Linked DNA regions of Mus musculus: region 2 is linked to region 1. A link is a contact called in public promoter capture Hi-C data. All regions are on one chromosome and are shown on one strand. Each heading gives the region's core, a stretch centred on a gene start, on an enhancer-like site or on the middle of the called end of the contact. The rest is flanking DNA. Distances are from core to core; before and after follow the strand shown.

Region 1 (3,224 bases), core at 247-2,746:
AATGTTGCTCGTATATATGTTCTTTAGGGCTGATCACTGGTATTGGAGAACAAGTTAGGGGACTCATCTCTCTAGAAGAATAATTCTTCTCTCAGTACCCATTAATTTCCTATAGCTCTTCATCTAGGCGCTAAGTCCCAGATTTCCACCACCAGCATTAATGTGCCATCTAGTTGTTGTCTTTGCCCTGGTCCTGCTTAGGCAGTCATAAATGTTGACATTTCACGAGTACAGCTTCCCTGTCATATAGAAGACACATATGGAAGGTATAGTCTTAAAGATGCTTGTTCTTCCTCTGGTTCTTATAGTCTTTGCCCTCTCTTCTTCAATGTTCCCCAAGCCTTCAGTGTGGGGGTCATGTTGTAACTGTATCAACTGGGGATGGGCTCCTCACAGTCAGTTGTTCTGTTCAGGTTGACCAGTTGTAGCTTCCTGCAGTGGTCTCTATCCACTGCAAAAGGAAGCTTCTTTGATGGGGAGGAGGAACTATATGTGGGTATATGGAGAATTATTTAGAATGTAGTGCTGGTCTAGTTAAAGTGGCTGTCATAGGTTCTCTAAGAACCAGAACCTCACTAGCCTTGTGTATTTGGCTAGATTTCCAGCACCAGGCATGAATGCCCTCATTGCTTTGTCTAACAAGAAAAGATCATGCTGGAGCAATGGCTCATCAGGAGCTGCTCTTGCAAAGAACCCAACTTCTGACGCTCACAACTGCCTGCACTCCAGGTCCAGGATGTCTGCTGATCTCCTCCTCGTCTCTGTGGGCACTGCATTCACTCGTGCAAGCCCACTCCCACTCACACATGTGACACGTAATTTTTAAATTCTTTTGAAATTAAATCTTTTAAAAAGGTTATTGTTTGAATTCCCTCATCTCTGGGTTTTAAACGTGCTTTGGTTGGTAGACCTCGCTCCTGACTTTTTAACAGTTCAATGATTCCTTGCATATCTGAAGATTTTTTTAGTTAAGATGCAACTAGGTGAGTTGCCCTGGCAAGTACTTAAATTTTGGTTGCCTTGGCCTCATGGTCTTGGATCTTGTGTTGGAGCATAGTTAAGATGCCCACAGACCAGTGGGGTCCTTTCAGGGCAGTGCCAGCTCCACTGGAGGCTGGAAGGAGTAACCTCCAATCAATGGCCATTTAAAATGTTCGTGTGTATGTGCCTGTGTCTCTGTGGGTTTATGTTCACCATATGTGTGCAGGGACCTGCAGAGGCTAGAGGGTGTTGGATCCTGAGGAACTGGAATTACAGGTGCTTGTAAGCTGCCTGAAGTAGGTTCTGGGAACTGAACCCAAGTCCTCTGCAAGAGCACTGAGTACTTTTAACTGCTAAGCCGTCTGTCTTGCCCTCTCAATGGCCATTTAACCCCACATCCAAGGCACACCCTGTAGTGAAAACCCTTTGTGTTGAGCGAGGGCTCTTTGCTCTGGTTGCTAGAAGCTTGCATGATTGATGACCTTAAGCCCTGGCAGCTGTGTGGGGTTTAAGTCTCTCTGTTACCCTCTACCCCTCTTGTGGCTTTTGATCTCAGGCTACACCAGTGTAGGTACATCAAGGACACTGGCATGCGGATCCTGGAGAGTTTCCTGGCAAAGTCCCATCCTTTTTGGCACTTGATCCCAGTCACATTGACCTCAGATCACTATCTTTGTTTCTAGAAACTTCAGACTGGCAGAAGTCCAGTCATCATCTTCTCACCTCTTCTTTCCCTTCCTCCGTGGACGCTAGTCCCTCACTGTCATTGTTCAATGTCCACAGAGAGCTGTTTCATACGTTCCCTCAGATTTTTAGCTGTTTGTGGAAGGAGGGTATGCCCTGCCCCAGGCACGCATTCATTCACCCAAGTGAGTCTGACTTTTAACAACATGTCTTGGCTCTCAATCTATGCTTGCTAAGAGGCTGTCGAAAGCTGACATCCTGCTACTAACCAGCAACCTCGAAATCTCTGATAAGGAACTTGTCACATTTTCAGAAAGCATCCTGCAGATGCAGTAAGATACACTGTTGGCAGTGATTTTGATATTTTTCAGGAAACATTAACTAAGACTTTGATTGTCTTTGACATTAATTTCAAGTGTCAAAACATAATTTGTTTTACTGTATTTCTATGTGTCAGGTCAGGGTGCATGTGAATAGACACACATGCACACACACACACACACACCACACACATGCGTGCATATGGAGGCTGGAGGTAAACTGGAGGTGAATGTTGAATACTGTTCTCTACTGCTCTCCACCTTCGTTTTTGAGACAGGGTCTCTCAAACCTAAAAGGCATTTGGCCTGGCCACCCAGGAACCCTGGGGATCCTCCCATCTTTGCTTCCCCAGCCTTAGGATTACTAGTGCACATCACTATACCTAGCCTTCTCCGTGGGTGCTGGGATCCAACCTCAGGCTCCTGTGCTTGTACTGCAAACACTTTCCCAACTGAACCACCTTCCTGACCCCCAAACCATGCTTAAAAAATACACAAAATCATCCCTTGTCCTTTCTTGTTATTATGTGAGTCATTTCTATTGAGCATTGATGCGATTGTGTGTGTCTGTGTGTTCTTATATTATTGCTTGGATGGTATTTAGGCAGATTTTTTTTTTTTGCTCAAACTATAATTGAATTAGTTATCTCTTGTGTAAAATAATCAGATTATAAGGAGACAAGTCAAACTAACCTGGTATAATTATTTTAGGAGTACATTATTTTTATTTTGAAAGTGTGTGTGTGTATGTGTGTGTAAGTGTGTGTGTGCAATGCATGTACACTCACATGTATACGCATATGGAGTCTGTAGTTTGACACCAGGTATCTTTTTCCATCACTCTCCCCTGTATTTTTTGAGAGAGGGTCTCTTGAGGAACCTGAAGTTGACTGTTGCAGCTCTGCCAGATGACCAGCTGGGTTCCACCATCTCTGCTTTCAGCATTCAGGTTACAGAAATATACAGCCACAATCAGGTTTCACTCGAGTGTTGGGAGTCCAAACTTCAAACTAAGCATCAACCCAAGGGATAATCTTCCAAAGGTATAATTTTACACTTATTTATTTGTGGATGTATGTGCATGGTTGCACACTCATGTTGCTATGTCCGTATGGAGGTCAGAGGACCACTTGTGGGAATCTGTTATTTCTCCTGTGTGGGTCCCAGAGCTCAAACCTAAGTTGTTACATTTACCCATCTCACCAGCTATAAGATATAATTTTTAGTAGATACTAAGCT
Region 2 (2,939 bases), core at 390-2,889, 230 kb after region 1:
TCATTTCTGCTGAATAATGCATCTGTGATCACCAGGCTGGCTCGTTTAAAGCAGATAAATGAGTCTTTCTGTGCTGTTTTCCCGGCAGACAAGGATGAACGAGGTTTTATTTGCCTAAATGGAGTCCTCAGCTTCAGTGGCCCTGCCTCATTCCCCCAGGGGACGCTGGGGACCCTGAGCCACTTTTCTGCCTGTCTCAGCCACTTCTCTCCATAATCCTCCGGAAAGGCATACTGCATTTTCCCTCGGAGCTGTGCCAGCTGCCTGGATTAAGTTTTAATTTAGTTCTTCTGGAGAGTGCAGCACATTACCGGGCTCCTCCCATTGCTCTTAAATAAGGATGCCGGGCTTCTGCTTTGAGAGGAGATCTTTGAGATGCGTTTTCTCCTATTATAGGGTAGACCCCTGGATACTCCTTATTCTGTGAGGCTTAGTGGGCTCCTCTGCTCTGACTTGGATCTAGAGTCCAAATAAGCTGTTGTATTTTATAAGATAAAACTTTTTTTTTTTTTTTTTTTTTGAGACAGGGTTTCTCTGTGTAGCCCCGGCTGTTCTGAAACTTGCTCTGTAGACCAGGCTAGTCTCAGACTCAGAGATCTGCCTGTCTCTGCCTCCCCAATGTTGGGATTAAAGGTGTGCACCACCACCACCTGGTAATAAAACATTCTTTTTTTCCTTTTTCTGGTGTTGAGGATTAAACCCAGGGGCTTGCACATACTAGACAGGTGCTCTGCACTGAGCCATTATTATAAAATTTGGATATTCCTTAGGTTTCCTTACAGGCAATCTATTTTATGGCATGATAAATCAAAATTTCATTCATTGTTTGTTGTTGTTGTTGCTTATATATGCCTATCATTTTTTAGTGAAATTCTATAACCTGAGATTTAATTAAATCTTATTTAATAAGATTGTATAACAAGATTTTACATTCAGCTCTCTGGGTTTTCTAGAAAGAACCAACATTTTTCTTTTTCTATTCTTACACCTGTCTTTTCGAACTGCGTAGGCCAGGTCTCTGACCAGTGCTACATTGTAGCGGGCACAGTCCTCATCTTTTCCCTAGTTCCAGTCTCTGCAGTGGGCCTCTAGAGCAGCCTCATTAGAGACATCTAATCAGGCCAAAGACACCTCATTATTATGAGGAACTGAGCTAGGCAGACATCATTGTAGAAGCCAGTTCAAGGTCCTGCCGGAGACAGACGGCAGGGCTGAGCTTGACCTTCGGACTGCTTGATGTCAAAGTCCCCAGGCTTTGTACAATGTGTGCTTTTCATTCCATGGCTCAACTTGCTCAACGTGAGCCTGATAGTGCAAGGTGTCATAAGAGATTCAAGAGTGACTGAGAGGGACGGATGAGAAGGGCTTGGGTGACAGAGTTTGTCTCGTGTGCTTTCTTTTGGCTGCCCTTCTCTTCAGCTCCACTCTATATACAAAGCAAGAAACCTTAGGAAACCAGAAGTTTCTCCTCTTAGATAACAATTTGTGACGACCTCTAAGCAGCGACCTTGTGCCTCCTTCCCTCCCCTGACCTACTGAAATACTATTCCAATTTTATTCATCTCTGTCCTTAGGAATTTCCCCCAGTACATGCTTCTCTGTGTCTAACCACACTGTGGTGTCCTACAAAGTTAGCTGGCAGAGTCACTGCCTCACAGTCTGCATTGCCAAACTAGATTTCAGAAATGGATCGATCTAAGTAAGGTATTACAAGTTTATAATCTTGGCACTTGGGAGGCTGAGACAGGAGGATTGCTGCAAGTTTGAGGCTAGCCTGGGCTACAAAGTAATTGCCAGTCTAGCCAGGACCCTGTATCAACAAATAAACAACAACAACAACAACACACACACACATAAAGTGCGTGCACATTAAACAAGAAAAGGGGGGGAAAAAGCAACGGAATTTTTTTTCCCTCAGAAAATATATTCAGGCTTTTGTAGACATTAAAACAGCCCAGGGTTCTGTCCTGCCCCTCTCCCCTTCTTTCAGAGACAACACAGCTTCCATGGTGAGAGAACTGGGACCTGAATGGCACCCTCAGGCTTCTAGCAGTTTCTCCAAACAGACTAATTTCCAGAGGATAGGCCAACTTTCCAAGGAAGAGAAAATAGGTCCATGACAAGCCCATTAAGAACCCCGATCCTCTGGCCCTTCAGTGATTTTGATTTCTTTTTCCCTATGCCTGTGGAGACCCCAGTATCCCCCTGCCACATCCCCATCTCTTCCCTGGGCAGTTTCTCCCTCTCCCTGGCTCAGCTCCCTCCTTTTGTGCTGACATTCACTACACAGGGTGCTTGCTCCTCTGCTGTTTTATCTGCAGCTGGGTACCGGGAGGTCTCTCAGCGCAAGCTTGTGTTTGGCTGTTAAGGACAAAGGGATCTGATACCGCTAGCAAAGGCAGTTACTGGCATCGCCCACTTGATAGGAAAAGTCCGAAGCACAGCGCAGGGAAACACAGAGCCACCTCCTGCTGGACCCCTGAGAGCCACCTCCTGCTGCACCAGGGGTCCATAGGGTCCTCTTTGATCTCAGAGGCCACTACCTGGGAATCTCTCCTCTTCTTTGGGTGGTTTTAAGGCTGAGGAATCAGAGTGAGGCTCAAAATCAAGGGGGAGAATGGGGAGGGAGGGAGGGAGGGTGGGTGTCTCTGTTCCTATCTAGTAGTTCACTGGTAAATACTTTAGAGGAAAATGGCTGCCATTTTGGATTTTGACCACCAGGAGCAGAAGCTGAAGTCGTGTCTGTTCTTCATGGCCGTTCTGTTGAGTATTTTATAGTAATCTATAGGCTATAGAGTTGCTGGATTATGTAGACATTATTAAAGCCAGATTATAGATGAAAAACTAAGGCTCATGCATTGCAGAAGCTTTTGTGAGCCAGTCCCAATATCTGCACACTGGGTTTTTGTTAGCCACTTGCAATATCTGCTCATTAGCTT

Evidence for each region. Promoter capture Hi-C pulls out the DNA fragments that hold promoters and counts their contacts.
Region 2: a contact with region 1 is called in a promoter capture Hi-C map of liver, with 2.4 times the contacts expected there. The contact joins two enhancer-like sites. A contact is called at or near these places in 3 of 39 promoter capture datasets (liver, stem cell-derived epiblast-like cells and trophoblast stem cells), 1 of 484 Hi-C or Micro-C datasets (the HPC-7 cell line) and 1 of 115 datasets of contacts at active chromatin or transcription factors (bone marrow-derived macrophages).

What each region holds. Positions count from the first base shown.
Region 1 is chr9:103,247,240-103,250,463 of GRCm38.p6, forward strand. No RefSeq gene overlaps it. Among named protein-coding and RNA genes, the nearest start is that of Gm31701, 12 kb to the right of the region's middle. Within about 2 kb of position 1,497, at least 3 of the 459 cell types and tissues checked have an H3K27ac peak or open chromatin away from gene starts, as enhancers often do. A contact at or near this core is called in liver, where this site is marked.
Region 2 is chr9:103,474,357-103,477,295 of GRCm38.p6, forward strand. All of the region lies in intron 1 of Bfsp2 (beaded filament structural protein 2, phakinin), which reads right to left. The region is part of intron 2 of Gm16252 (a long non-coding RNA gene); the gene reads left to right. Among named protein-coding and RNA genes, the nearest start is that of Gm16252, 3.8 kb to the left of the region's middle. Within about 2 kb of position 1,640, at least 9 of the 459 cell types and tissues checked have an H3K27ac peak or open chromatin away from gene starts, as enhancers often do. A contact at or near this core is called in liver, where this site is marked.